Regions from separate parts of the Anas platyrhynchos genome. Here region 2 is linked to region 1. A link is a contact called in public Hi-C data. All regions are on one chromosome and are shown on one strand. Each heading gives the region's core, a stretch centred on a gene start, on an enhancer-like site or on the middle of the called end of the contact. The rest is flanking DNA. Distances are from core to core; before and after follow the strand shown.

What was found. Hi-C and Micro-C count contacts between places; a contact is called where the count stands out from the background.
Region 2: a Hi-C map of skeletal muscle shows a contact between it and region 1, with 1.8 times the contacts expected there. The contact joins two enhancer-like sites. A contact is called at or near these places in 4 of 8 Hi-C or Micro-C datasets (F1 follicle, liver and skeletal muscle).

What each region holds. Positions count from the first base shown.
Region 1 is chr2:27,950,865-27,956,857 of IASCAAS_PekinDuck_T2T, reverse strand. No RefSeq gene overlaps it. Among named protein-coding and RNA genes, the nearest start is that of CA2, 17 kb to the right of the region's middle. Within about 2 kb of position 2,352, at least 1 of the 8 cell types and tissues checked has an H3K27ac peak or open chromatin away from gene starts, as enhancers often do.
Region 2 is chr2:28,069,644-28,075,636 of IASCAAS_PekinDuck_T2T, reverse strand. No RefSeq gene overlaps it. Among named protein-coding and RNA genes, the nearest start is that of RBIS, 25 kb to the left of the region's middle. Within about 2 kb of position 2,491, at least 1 of the 8 cell types and tissues checked has an H3K27ac peak or open chromatin away from gene starts, as enhancers often do.

The DNA of each region.
Region 1 (5,993 bases), core at 1,103-3,602:
TTGCTTTAATGCTGCTGTCAGTAATACTGGATATATGTGCTACACTGCAATACAATAAATAAATTATCTCGGCTCACCACTGAAGTGAAAGATTTACTAGATAATTCTGGCTTAACCCTTCTTATATGTGAACAATATTTTTGTTTTCTGCTACTTCCTTAACTTGTGTCTTATTTTTGGGTAGAAAGAGAGCATAACAGCTAAGACAGTACATCCTGCAAACTCTATTTCTCATATGCCTCTAGAATTTTGTAGCACCATCCTACTAGATCTCATTCTTGAAGCAAAAACTGGAGAAAGCACCACTGCATTTTCATTGGAGGTCTTAGTAGTTGCAGGAATTTCCTGGATATTTGGTGTACAAGCATAGAAAGAAAAGACAGACCCTGCTCCAAAAAGCTACTAATCAAATCTCTAAAGAAAATAGTAGTTGTCTGCCTCATATAGTCATGGAAGTTTGTTTTCCCATTGATGTGTTTTTCAAGGTTTATCTTTGGTTTGGTCACACGTAAAGTGTGAGCTCTAATTGTGTCATCCACAGATGTTCTCTAACAGATTTGTGTTCTTTGGGACCTCAAAAAGATTCATCTCACATTGTTTTTTTTTTGCTTTTTTTTTGTTTGTTTTGTTTTGTTTTGTTTTGTTTTCCCTTTCTCTGTGGGACTAATGGTTACCATCCACAACAGAACAATGAATTTTTAGATAGATATGACTGGAATCAGTCCACTGGGTCAGACATTACTGCTGTGGAAAAGACAGATGCATATACAAAGGCTGATTGGATAAGCTTTTTATATGACACGAAGGATTCACAGGTTTTTCTCCGAGTAAATCCAGATGGAAACAACAACAAAATGATGGTAGAATATCAGAATTTTATGAAGGTAGTATTGATTACCCTCAAAACCAAGGGAGTCTGTACACTCTGTTATTTAGCCACTGTCAGCTTCTTTTTAGGCACCATAGCAAAGCAGAAGCTTGTAAAGCAATCAACGACAACTCTGCAGGTATTTCCAGGGAACTCCTTACAAATGTAGGACTAAATATAGGAGACAAGAGTGAGACATTTATGTGTGAAAGTGATGCAGACCAGTACCATAACCTCATGGTATGCTAGAGCTGGTGCTAAATAATGAATGAGGTGCAACAAGAAGCACAGCAAACAGTTGTAAATATGCAGACCAGTTGCTTATAGCTCATGAAACTGAAAAAAGTAGATAAAAGTAGTGATGTAGTGGAAACGACTAAAGTTAATAAAAAAAAAATCAGTAGAAGAATCTTTGCCTGTTCACTGTCATAGGATGAGTGCAGCATGCCTCACGGCAACTCTTTCATCATATACAAAATAACTGTCTTAAGAGTCTTTGGGCCATTTTTATTCATGAAATTTCATCTCTTATATAAATGCCATTAGTCTTTGTCAGTGATTATAATAGATGGCCTGAAAGGACTAGAAAATAATTGCATCTCAAATTCAGCTATATGGTGTTTGTTGTTGTTGTTTTTTGTTTGTTTGTTTGTTTGTTTTTGATAAATGATGCATAGCAATTTATCCTCACGAATTGTCATCTACTTATAAACATACATAATTGTCAGCCCTTGAACCACACACATGTATTTTCATCTGTGGCTTTGGAAGAAATTATTTACCAGAACACAAGCTCCACAATGAGGTGCTGAACCCTGCATTTGCCTACTGTGGCTTTGTTTCTTGTAGTGAAAGTGTTTCTTCCACTGATGCCTTACTGATGTAACACATTGAAGATTAGGAGTGCATGTCTCAGGACTGTTAATTTTCAGCACTGACATGAGCATCTACTATACTGCAATATGGAATTATAGGATTTATATATGAACATATCCTCCTGAGGAGTGGTTTTGAAAAAGAGTCAGTTTAATAAATGCAGATGCTTCATAGGGCAAAGCAGCCCTATCTCTGGCTTAAAATGATGGTCTGCCCCACATGAGGCTATGACAGTATTGAACAAGTCTTCTTATTCTTGATGACGTTCGTTGCAATTTTTTTCTACCTGCTTATGCAGAAATATTTCTACTTATTTATGTTTGAATTTCAGAAATAAAGTTGTTGGTGCTCCTAACAGAGGTATCTCTGAGAGGCAGAATTTGCTACGGATCCAACCCAAAGCGAAGCGATAAATGACGGGCAGCTGGGAATCCCATCCTTCCCACAGAAAGAGATGATATTATAGGGGTTTTCCTGTCACACCCCACTTCCAGAGCCCTGTGAGGAGCCCCGCTCGGGCTCCAGGCCGCGGTTGTTCCCCGGCGGGAGGGCAGAGCCGAGCTCCGCCCGCCAGGGGGCAGCAGCAGCCCAAGGGCCGCCGCCACCTGGGTCCCTGCCCGGCATGGCCGCGCTGAGGGGAGCCTGGGAGGCCGGGGGGGGGGCTGGTCCCGGCGCCTCCTGGGCCCAGCGTCATGGTGAATTGTTTGGTTAGCCTGCCTCACCCGCGGCAGCGCTCCCGACAGTCCGAAAGCAGCACCAGTTTCCCGTTATCGTAGTCTATGTTGGTTTTGTGTGGACAAATAAAGGCAGGGATCAGCAGATTGAGGTGCGAGTGTGCTTCCCATCTTGCACGTCTGTCAGTTTTCGTTGCGTGTCATGGGTTGCCTGATGCCGAGCTGTGCGATTTCATCGCAGTGGCAGCGGTGAACAAGCAGGATGTCTAAATCCTGGCCTGTGCTGAGGTACGGGCTTTGCCGTCTGCCACTGGTTTGGAAAGCAAAGTGATCTCCGGCCACGCTGAACTCAGCATCCATGGCATGGCCAAGCAGGCGGACTCAGAAATGCGGGGCATGAGGAGATGTAAATTCAGTTCTGAGCTGAAAGCAGGGAGCAGATTAGTGGGGATTTGAACTTGATAATGTGTACTGGCTGTTGCAATGTGTTTATGTTTGATATAATCTTTCATCTCCCCTCTATATGCAAGTTGGATTTAATTGCACAAGTGTAGTCCTTTCCCTTCACCTTACAGAGAAACTTCTCAACATCACAGAAATTTTGTCATTGATACAGCTCCATACAAACACAAGACCCACCATAATAGAAAACCAACAGAAACTACTTTTATATGCACATTTGCAGTACAGTAATAATGCAGCCAGCACACAGGCTAACGTTCTGCCTTCCAAATACACCATGGTTTCAAGCTCCATTTCTGGGGGGCCTTTTTGGGTGAGCACTATCACGCATTTCCCTGTGAAGAGCTCTTCACATGCTTGCTCATAATCTGTATGCATTGTGTTATGCATACTGCATCCAAGTAATTACATTTCCATGATGATATAAACCTTTTCAGAGGCAGGGGTAAGACTCACTGTTGTTAGATGCAACATGGAAAGCCTTAGTCAGTAGAACAGCTATCGAGTCCTTTCCAGTAAAGTTCAAAGGGCCAAAAAGTTTCAATAGTTCTGAAAATCATTCTGTAAGTCTTGCAGGGTGAGGCTTCCAGAAGTGGATATCTGGCACATCTGGCATGAAGTTCTGCTATGTTTCTGCTAAAAAACAAGAGGCAATTTTATCTGTCAAATTTATCCGAGTCCTTTTGTCTTTAGGTGTCTAAAGAGGGAAAAATGTATCAAGATGAATCCCAAAAGGATGAAGGAACTATTTTTATCTATACTAGATAGGTCATATTTTCTATAACCTCAGGAATAATTCTGACTCATCTACTTTTCATAATATAGATTAATTTAAACTTGATCTAAATTGAGGAATGTCCCTAGTAAAGAAGTAGGAAGAGTTTCACTCCACTTCTTCATTGGAAGACTCTGGCCTCAGTAGCAGTGTGATCAGAGAAGCTGTCCTCATGTTACCTTTGCACAGCATGTGGAGAAAATGTTCAAATGTTCTTTCATTCTGCAAGGTCTCAGGCAGGGAGAAAGTAAGCCAAAGAGAGTTAGATTGCAGCCTGGGGCTGTTCAAGACACTATTGTTGTTTTGTTTTTGTTTTTCTATTATCAGGGGTAAATGCTAACATGCTGTAAAACTTAAGAGTTGGAGCTCAATACACTTTTTCTAATGTTGCATTTAATGACTATTTTTACAGAGCATGATTTCTTGTGGATAATTTCTTAATCTACACAATGTCTCCCCTAACTCTCCTTAATCTGTGACTTTCTGCCTCACTGTGCTTATTATCCCTGCTTTTACTTTCCTTGTCCGTGAGACCTGATGGAGTCTGTAGACCAATAGTTCTCAAGAGCGCACCCAGATACTGATAGTAGCACTTGTTAAAGGCCAAGAACAGAGATAAGCAATGTAAGAGGTGTCACCACAAGTCTCTAAGTGACTGAATGCAAACATATTTGTATTGTCAATGGACATCCAATGCGTTATTTTATCTGTATGTTACTTAGGACTAAGCGTCTTTCCATTCTTAAGGCAAAAGGTCTTTTTTTAAATTTATTTTGTATCTGCATATAACTTTTTTTTTTCTTTTTTTGTCTACTATAATCAATTTGTGTTACTTTCTCTTACAGACTTTGTATATATTTTTTCCTTAAAATTTCATGAAATTCCTATCTGTAAGTATTGATATTTATTTCTTTGTAAACTTAAAGCTATTCAGGAAAGCAAAAGATATTAAGCAAATAAATATAGCAAGAGCAGCCAGGGAAATAACGCAAGCAGATCAGGACATACAAGAAATTTCAAAAGTGAAACAATTAACCCTAAGTTCATGAGACTGATGTTCAACAGAGAAAACAAAAGGCTTGCAGGCGGCCTGCCTAATAGCAGTTATATAACAGCCTGCCTGCAGAGCTCTTTCTTTTTTAACCCCAGTAAAATGGTTAGCACACCTTGTATAGCGCAGTAGGGGCTTGTGCTCGTGAGCTCATTGTTTTGTTGTTTGTACATCCCTTCCCCAGATTCCTGGAATTTCTGGTTACCCAGCAACCCCAAAGGCGTCCAAATCCTGTGCTGATAATGTCTGCATGATCTAGCATGATCTTAGGCCTGAAAAGCCACGATGCTTGGACCTGCAAAAAAAGAACAGAGAGTGAAGCCTGCAGACGTTAATACCCAAATTGCATGAGAGTGGGTCTCAAGGAGCAGAAAAATTGGTCACAGGGCACATGATCCTTGTAAGAAACAGGCATTTGACTGATGCCCTAAGCCTAGACCTGTAGACACCCAGCTGTGCCTGCTATTTCAAGATCATGGCATGGTGATGCCTGGAGCATCTCCTAATCTAATCCTCCAAGGCTGCTCTTTCTATCTGTCTACTGGAAGTCTAGTATACTTACTATGTCACTTTCAGGTTGGGAATCTTCTTGATTTGAGAGGTCAAGAATTAATATTAATGATGGAAGTCTTTGATGAAAGTGAAGGTTAACCACCACTGCAGTATGGCTATACAATTTTCAGAAAACAGAAGAGCAGGAGGGAAAGGAATAACCAGTTTGTACAAGGCCTGGAGGACACAGAAATGTGAACATGGACAGCTCAGCCTAAGCCTTGTTAGTCCTCACTGTTTCATTTAACCTGAAAAATGTTAGAGGTAAAAGGGCAGGTTTCACTTCTAACTCAGATAGTCTTATAGGATGTTTTTGCCAATTCAGATCTTATTCTGTAAGATAAGTCTGCTAACTCAGGCTATTATCACTGTAGACATATAGAGACTCTGAAAGCTTAGGTGTGAGGATGGAGTACACCTGTCACCTAACAGGAAAAGTGCTTGTAATTAGACAAGTTGTTTATCTGAAGAGTTTAGATGTCCTGCCACCAGACTGAAAAGCTTCACAAGCACTGTGGAAAGTGTAAGGGAGATATGAGGGAGCAATCCATATTTAGTTCTAGCAGACTTCACTGGAAAACAGCCTGGAAGATCAAAAGCCATGCTAACATTTGAAAAATAAGGCATGAACTGATATTATCACAAGTTCATCAAACCATGGTGCAGAACAGAGCAAGATGAACTGCTGAAAATATACAGAAAAAACAAAGACAAAAGGACTGGATGATTTGGATG
Region 2 (5,993 bases), core at 1,242-3,741, 120 kb before region 1:
AGTGCCAAAAGAATGCTGCTCTAGAGCAGTTTGTTTCTTTTATGATGTATTAAATAGTATAAAAAAGCATTGTGACAATCATCCCACAAAAATCTGGTAGAATTTTATTTCATACAACTCTCTGCATTAAGATCATCTGCTTGTTTTTCATATTCTTTCCACTGTTTGTACAGATCTAACCTAACAGAGTTTTGGTCTATGACTCAATTTCTTAGATACTGTCAAGTCTATACTTTTTATTCATGAGGTTCTTCCTTTATGAAAAGATGGCCTTTTCTGGATGTCTGCAATTTTGGTGAGACAGGTGATAACACTGCAGTGCATAAATAAAACGTTTCTAAATTAGTATTGTGTTTCCAATTTCCATCAGCCTCACCATCATTCATGCAGAGTAAAAGGTTTCACTGTGGTGAACCATTTCCATATGTGATCTTTGTTGACTTCATTTGTGCAGCAGAGTTTGGAGACAGTAGACTTCTCTGAAAGGAGTGTGCCTGACTCTCTTAGGAAAAAGAAGATTCTCTGCTTCCACATAACAGAATTGACATGCTGCAGAGACAATTACTGTGTCAATTCTATTTTATCAAATTTCACCCACATGCTTGTGTAGATACATTTGAATAATTCAGAAACGATCCTGACATTTCCGTTTTTCAAATGTAAATCATATGGGTCACATGGAACAAAAAGATGAAATGCGCTTTTTGTGAAGATCTGATTTAGATTTTTTACTGTGTCTCTGATTTGAAAATATTTTGAATAAAGCATCACGCCAACATTTTGCTTTTTATTTTTCTCTTGTTTACAATTGCATAAACAGACTGAAATGTGTTCTCAATTAAATTAAAAACAAAACAAAACAACTTTGGCCTTTTTGAGGAAAACAAGGCACTACAGTATCCTTGCTGATCAAAACATTTTTATTTTTTTTCAGAGAGCCTGGTTTTTGATTTCTGTTTTCCTTTTGTCCTATTCAAACTCCAGCTTCTTATGTATTTTTGATTTCATGAGTAAAACATTTACCTGGAAATCACTAATGGTATAAGCATACAAACTTATGTTTCAAAATTGTTTTAAAATTCCCATTGTTATACCAAAAAAAAAAAAGACCCAGGTATGGATAATCAAAAGAATGCTGTGTCCCCAGGTCTGCAGAATCCAAGAAATTGCTGAAGATGTTTGAAATAGTATTTCTGTTACCTGTTTGATTGCAAATATAACCAAGAACAATTTCTTACTGGTATTGTGACATCAAACTAACTGTACAAGAGTTGTAGTACCACGCTATTCAACAACAGATTCTATATTGAAGTCTGTTAAAAATGTTTGCACAGACTAGCCAAAGAACTTCTAGCCTGATGCCCCCAAAAATGATTTCAACATTTCAAAATAGTTTAGCTCATCTTCAAAACTAGTCCATAGAAACTTGATCTGACAAACCACAGAAGCAAAACCCAGAACAAAACGTTTCCTGAATATGTGCTGCAGCAAACTTATTTGAATTAGTTTTGAACTGACTGAAACATAGTAATGGCTGTGTATGGCAAAATCAAAGTAAAACTGTTAATAATTTTTGAGTTGCTGTAACATGGTGTGTGGTATTTTCAGCAAGTATGCTCAGCAAACTCTTGAAATGGTCTCATCTGTATGCACTGCCTGATGGTATTAATGTAATTACTGTTCCTAAATATAGTTTCTAAAATGTTTAGAAAGAATACTGAACGATATATGTTCTCTCTGTATATACACTTATCTATATATACTTTATATAATATATACATGTTACATGTGTATCGACACAGAAACCCTATAGGAAGAGTTCTATGACTCTAGAACAGAGCAGCTTCTGTTGAGTGTTATGGCGTTGAGCTGAAACTGGATCGCATCAGCCTCTTGAAATCTACATTTAAGTAGATTTCTAGATTTCTGCCTAGAGAGGCTTCGGTGTTGCTTGTGGAGAGTATCAGGACAGCTACATTCAACAAGCAAGTATGTAAGAATGAAAAATGCACAGTGTTGATGCTATGCTACCTCCACAGAAGCTGTGTCTCCTGAACACTGGGGATGTCCAGCACTCTCATGTACCGGCAAACAGTGCCAATGTTAAAAACAAAACAAAACAAAACAAAACAAAACAAAACAAAACAAAACAAAACAAAACAAAACAAAAACAAACAAACAAACAAACAAACAAAAATAAACACTCAGTTTTGACATGTGCTCTGGAAATAGACGGATGATTAATTGAGGAAACAGGTATTGGGTTTGAAAATACCAATATAGACTAAATTATATTCAATAGTGTAAAATGTTGAGCTGAATGTGAACATCTGAGTGGGGAGCCCTGAAGGAGAAGAAAAACGCTGAAGACGGGAGGAGCATGACCACCAAAAATACTCTTCAGGGAAAGATCTGCTTTGCAGATTGCTCTTGCCGATAGGTGTCACTGTGAATAAAGCGTTGGCCTGGCTGCCAGGTGTCCGTGGGCACTGCAGCCCCAGTAGCGCCCTGCGGCCTCCAGGCATGGCCTGCGGGCAGGAGGGGAGTGTCAGTACCTTGCGGAGTTTGGGGCTTATTTCCGTTCGCAAAAGGGAAAAAGATTATATAAAAACTAAACGATGACTTTCAGATGTAACCAAAAGCACCATGTAGATTTAAAGGATCATATTTGGGTGAAACTGTACTTAAATGCTCACTTGTTCCTCATAAGCATTTACCACTGCATAGTGCCACATATGCCTCACGCTGTACTCCAGAAACAGCCACTATATGATCAAGTTTTTGTGTGTTTCCTTCTAGCTGGATTTTATTTTCCCAGGCATCAAAATAAGTGTATTTATATAATTTATCTGGACAGGTCAACACTACCAAGCCAGCTCTGTAGGCCCACCATGACTTGACTTGGTTGGGCAGTGGCAACCAAAGCAGCTGGGCAGAATGTGGGCAGAAGGTGACACTGCGGCCGCGGCTCTAGGGGCAAGCTCCGTGCAAGGACAAACACATGCAGGAAATACAAATGAGCGCAGATGATTATCCCTGCACAGATTTTGTTTGCAATTGTACCAATGACAGTTCATTTAGAAAATCTGGCCAGCTATTTAAAAAAAGCTTCTGGTTCAGTTTTCTGATTCAGGTAAACTGTGGTGCTACCTTCAGCTGTGGCACAGCTCCCACCTCATTCTCTGAAATTCCAGAAAGCACGTGCCAACCTGTCTCCCCCATTTATGAGACATGTAAGCACCACTTTTAGAGCCCTGGGCATGCTTCTTAGTTCCTATAAGTAAACCTCAAATGAGGATTAGCTGGAAATAGATCTGTATGGTTACGGAAAGATGGAAGCTGTAGGCATGGACAGGACAATAAACAATTGTTCCTTTCTGGGGTGTTATTATCATTATTATTTATTGGATAACTGGCATTTTCACCACTGATCTGTGTTTCATTTTCGGTGGCAGTGTGTGGAGGGTATATACAACTTACATAGCCCCATCTCTGCATTACTGCAATCAGGAAGTAATCTAGTAATCTAGCCCTGCAACATGACCACCTAATAGCAGAGTGGGAACACCCAAGATATCGGAGCTGAACAGCACTCGAGAATACCCACTGCATGTGTGTGATATTGCTTAAATAATGTAGAGGCCTCAAGATTGTGCTTCATTTTTCCCTAGTGACTAGTGAGGGTGTGTTGCATCATGACAGTGTGTTTGGAGATGTTTGTTTGTAGTTTATGACAAAGTAATTCCCTGTATGTTGTGGAGTTGCTTGCACTAAGCTCCTGCTAAAACTCGTTGAAAATTAAGAAAGATCAAAGATTAAACACAAGAATTTTCTCATGTATTCTGCATATGGTAATTGATGCAAGAAGAAAATGTGACTGTCTGAACTTCTTTGTATCAAAATAAAGAAAGATCCACATATTTTTATGGAAAGTATTTATTGCTGCTTATTTGTGTTTTACATGGTGTTGCTTGTACAGATGCACTAGGCTTCTTTTCTCTTAGGGCTTAAGGCTATCTCCAGCCTCTTTGGAGTCAGTAGTCATCCCAGTCTGGGCACCGGGTCAACTATTTAACATGCAGATCTTTGAGTGCTGAGATGTGCTTCACTCCTAGTACTTAGCACTCTTTCGTTGGTAGGCACTGTACAAACATTAGCTAATGCTTCTTATTGGCAGTGAGTGTTACCTTTCTTGTTTCTCAGGGGGAAAGCTATCCAGCCAAACTTTAAAACCACTAACCAAATCAATGGCTAGATAGCTAAAATGTTTTTGTTTTGTTTTGTTTTGTTTTTTCTATATTATTGTTGACATCACTTTTATTTTATTTTCTGGGTTTACAGAGAGGAACAATATCACACCCACGATGTAAATACTATCCAGTTACAGAAGTGAAGTGTTCAAGTTGAAAGCAGTGTAGCAGATGCCTCCTGATGGACTCCTTCAAAGCCTCCAGAGAAAAAATCAAGCATGTCTGCTGTTTTTCGCAGCAGAACTTAACAGCTATGCCTATCATGTTAAATAAAGACTAGGGCCCATTTTCTGGTCCTGGAAAAAAAGGCATGTGCAGATGAAATTTCCTGGGTATCTTCCTCTGTATGGTCTATTGGGAACCTTGACTCCACCACATCTGGGCTCTCTCACAGAGTGCTGTAGCTGACATTTTCCAAAACTGTGCTGAGGAGCTTCCTAGCAATGGCCGGGAACCATGTCCCATGGCCAAATCATGTCCCTCTCTAGTTGCTCATATGAAGGGGCATGACTAACATTTGTGGTGTTTGTTATGAGTGCCCTGCACAGCTCTGCCACTTGGGACTTAACCAGTGGCCTCTTTCTTTTCTGAGTCCTCGTGGAGTACCTGTGTGACAACTTGTCCCCACTCAGTCTGGATATTTAACTCTCTGTCAGCTGGCTGCTTCATGGGCACCACTGCACACAGCATTCCAGCACATTCCAGTCTCGTAAATGAGAGAGGCAGGCAGGCATACGCTTTTTGGAATTCTTACTGGATTTAGCCACCAACAGTCAGCCCAGGTTTCATTTTAGGTGCCAAAATGCATCTTCAAAATCCTGTTGTAAGTCTTTCTTGTGCTTCTCCTTACTTGTGAAATTTCTGTTAATGCTTGTTCTGCTTATAAGTCTGTTGTCTTTCAGCAGAAATTTAAAGTTTTTGTGACTTTTGTGTCACAAAAGCCAGCACATAAATGAGTGTTGATTTAACTATACGAACAGCCACCATCTTCATTAGGTGTGCAGTCAGACTAAAACCAGATGGTCCTGCAGTCAAAGCCTGCAGTCAAAGTGTGTGGGTGAGATTAAGGAAGATGAGAGCAATTACAAATTGGTTACCCTCTTCTTTGTCTATGAGGAAAGAGGGAGCCTTCCTGTTCATAGAAAGCCTGGAAACCTGGATGTGTAAGACATGACTTCAGGTCAGGGGCAGATCATATATTTGTCTCATGAAGAGCGATGGAAGGTGTTTTTGGAAAGCTGTTTTTGGAAAGCTGTGTTTTAATGGTAGGTCTGATCTAGGAGGCTGAGCCACCTCCAGCATGGGAGCTCTAAGCAGAAGCCCTGTTCTCTTCCTAACATCACACCATTTTTCTTTGTAGCTTTGCAGTAGTCACATCAAGTCAGTATTTTCAAACTAGTACTTAACTCCTTGTTTAGACATTTAAAAACCAGGTTTTAATTTCCATGATATACTGACTACCTAAGAAATCTCCTACTTAATGGTAGCTCTATCCCTGTAGCAATATGGGTCACTTCTTTTGTTATGCTTACAGATTTCAAAGCATAACCTTTGGGAACAATGGTTTGGTAGTTGCTCAATCTTATCATTTGTCTAACCACGCCATTGGAGTAATTGGATCCCACTATTCTTGGAGATCTACAGAACATGAATATAGATACTGTGTATGTCATGGCCTTGACCACAATTAGGTTTTAATATTTACTATTTTATACTTACAGTGTTGTTATATTGAAGCATTTA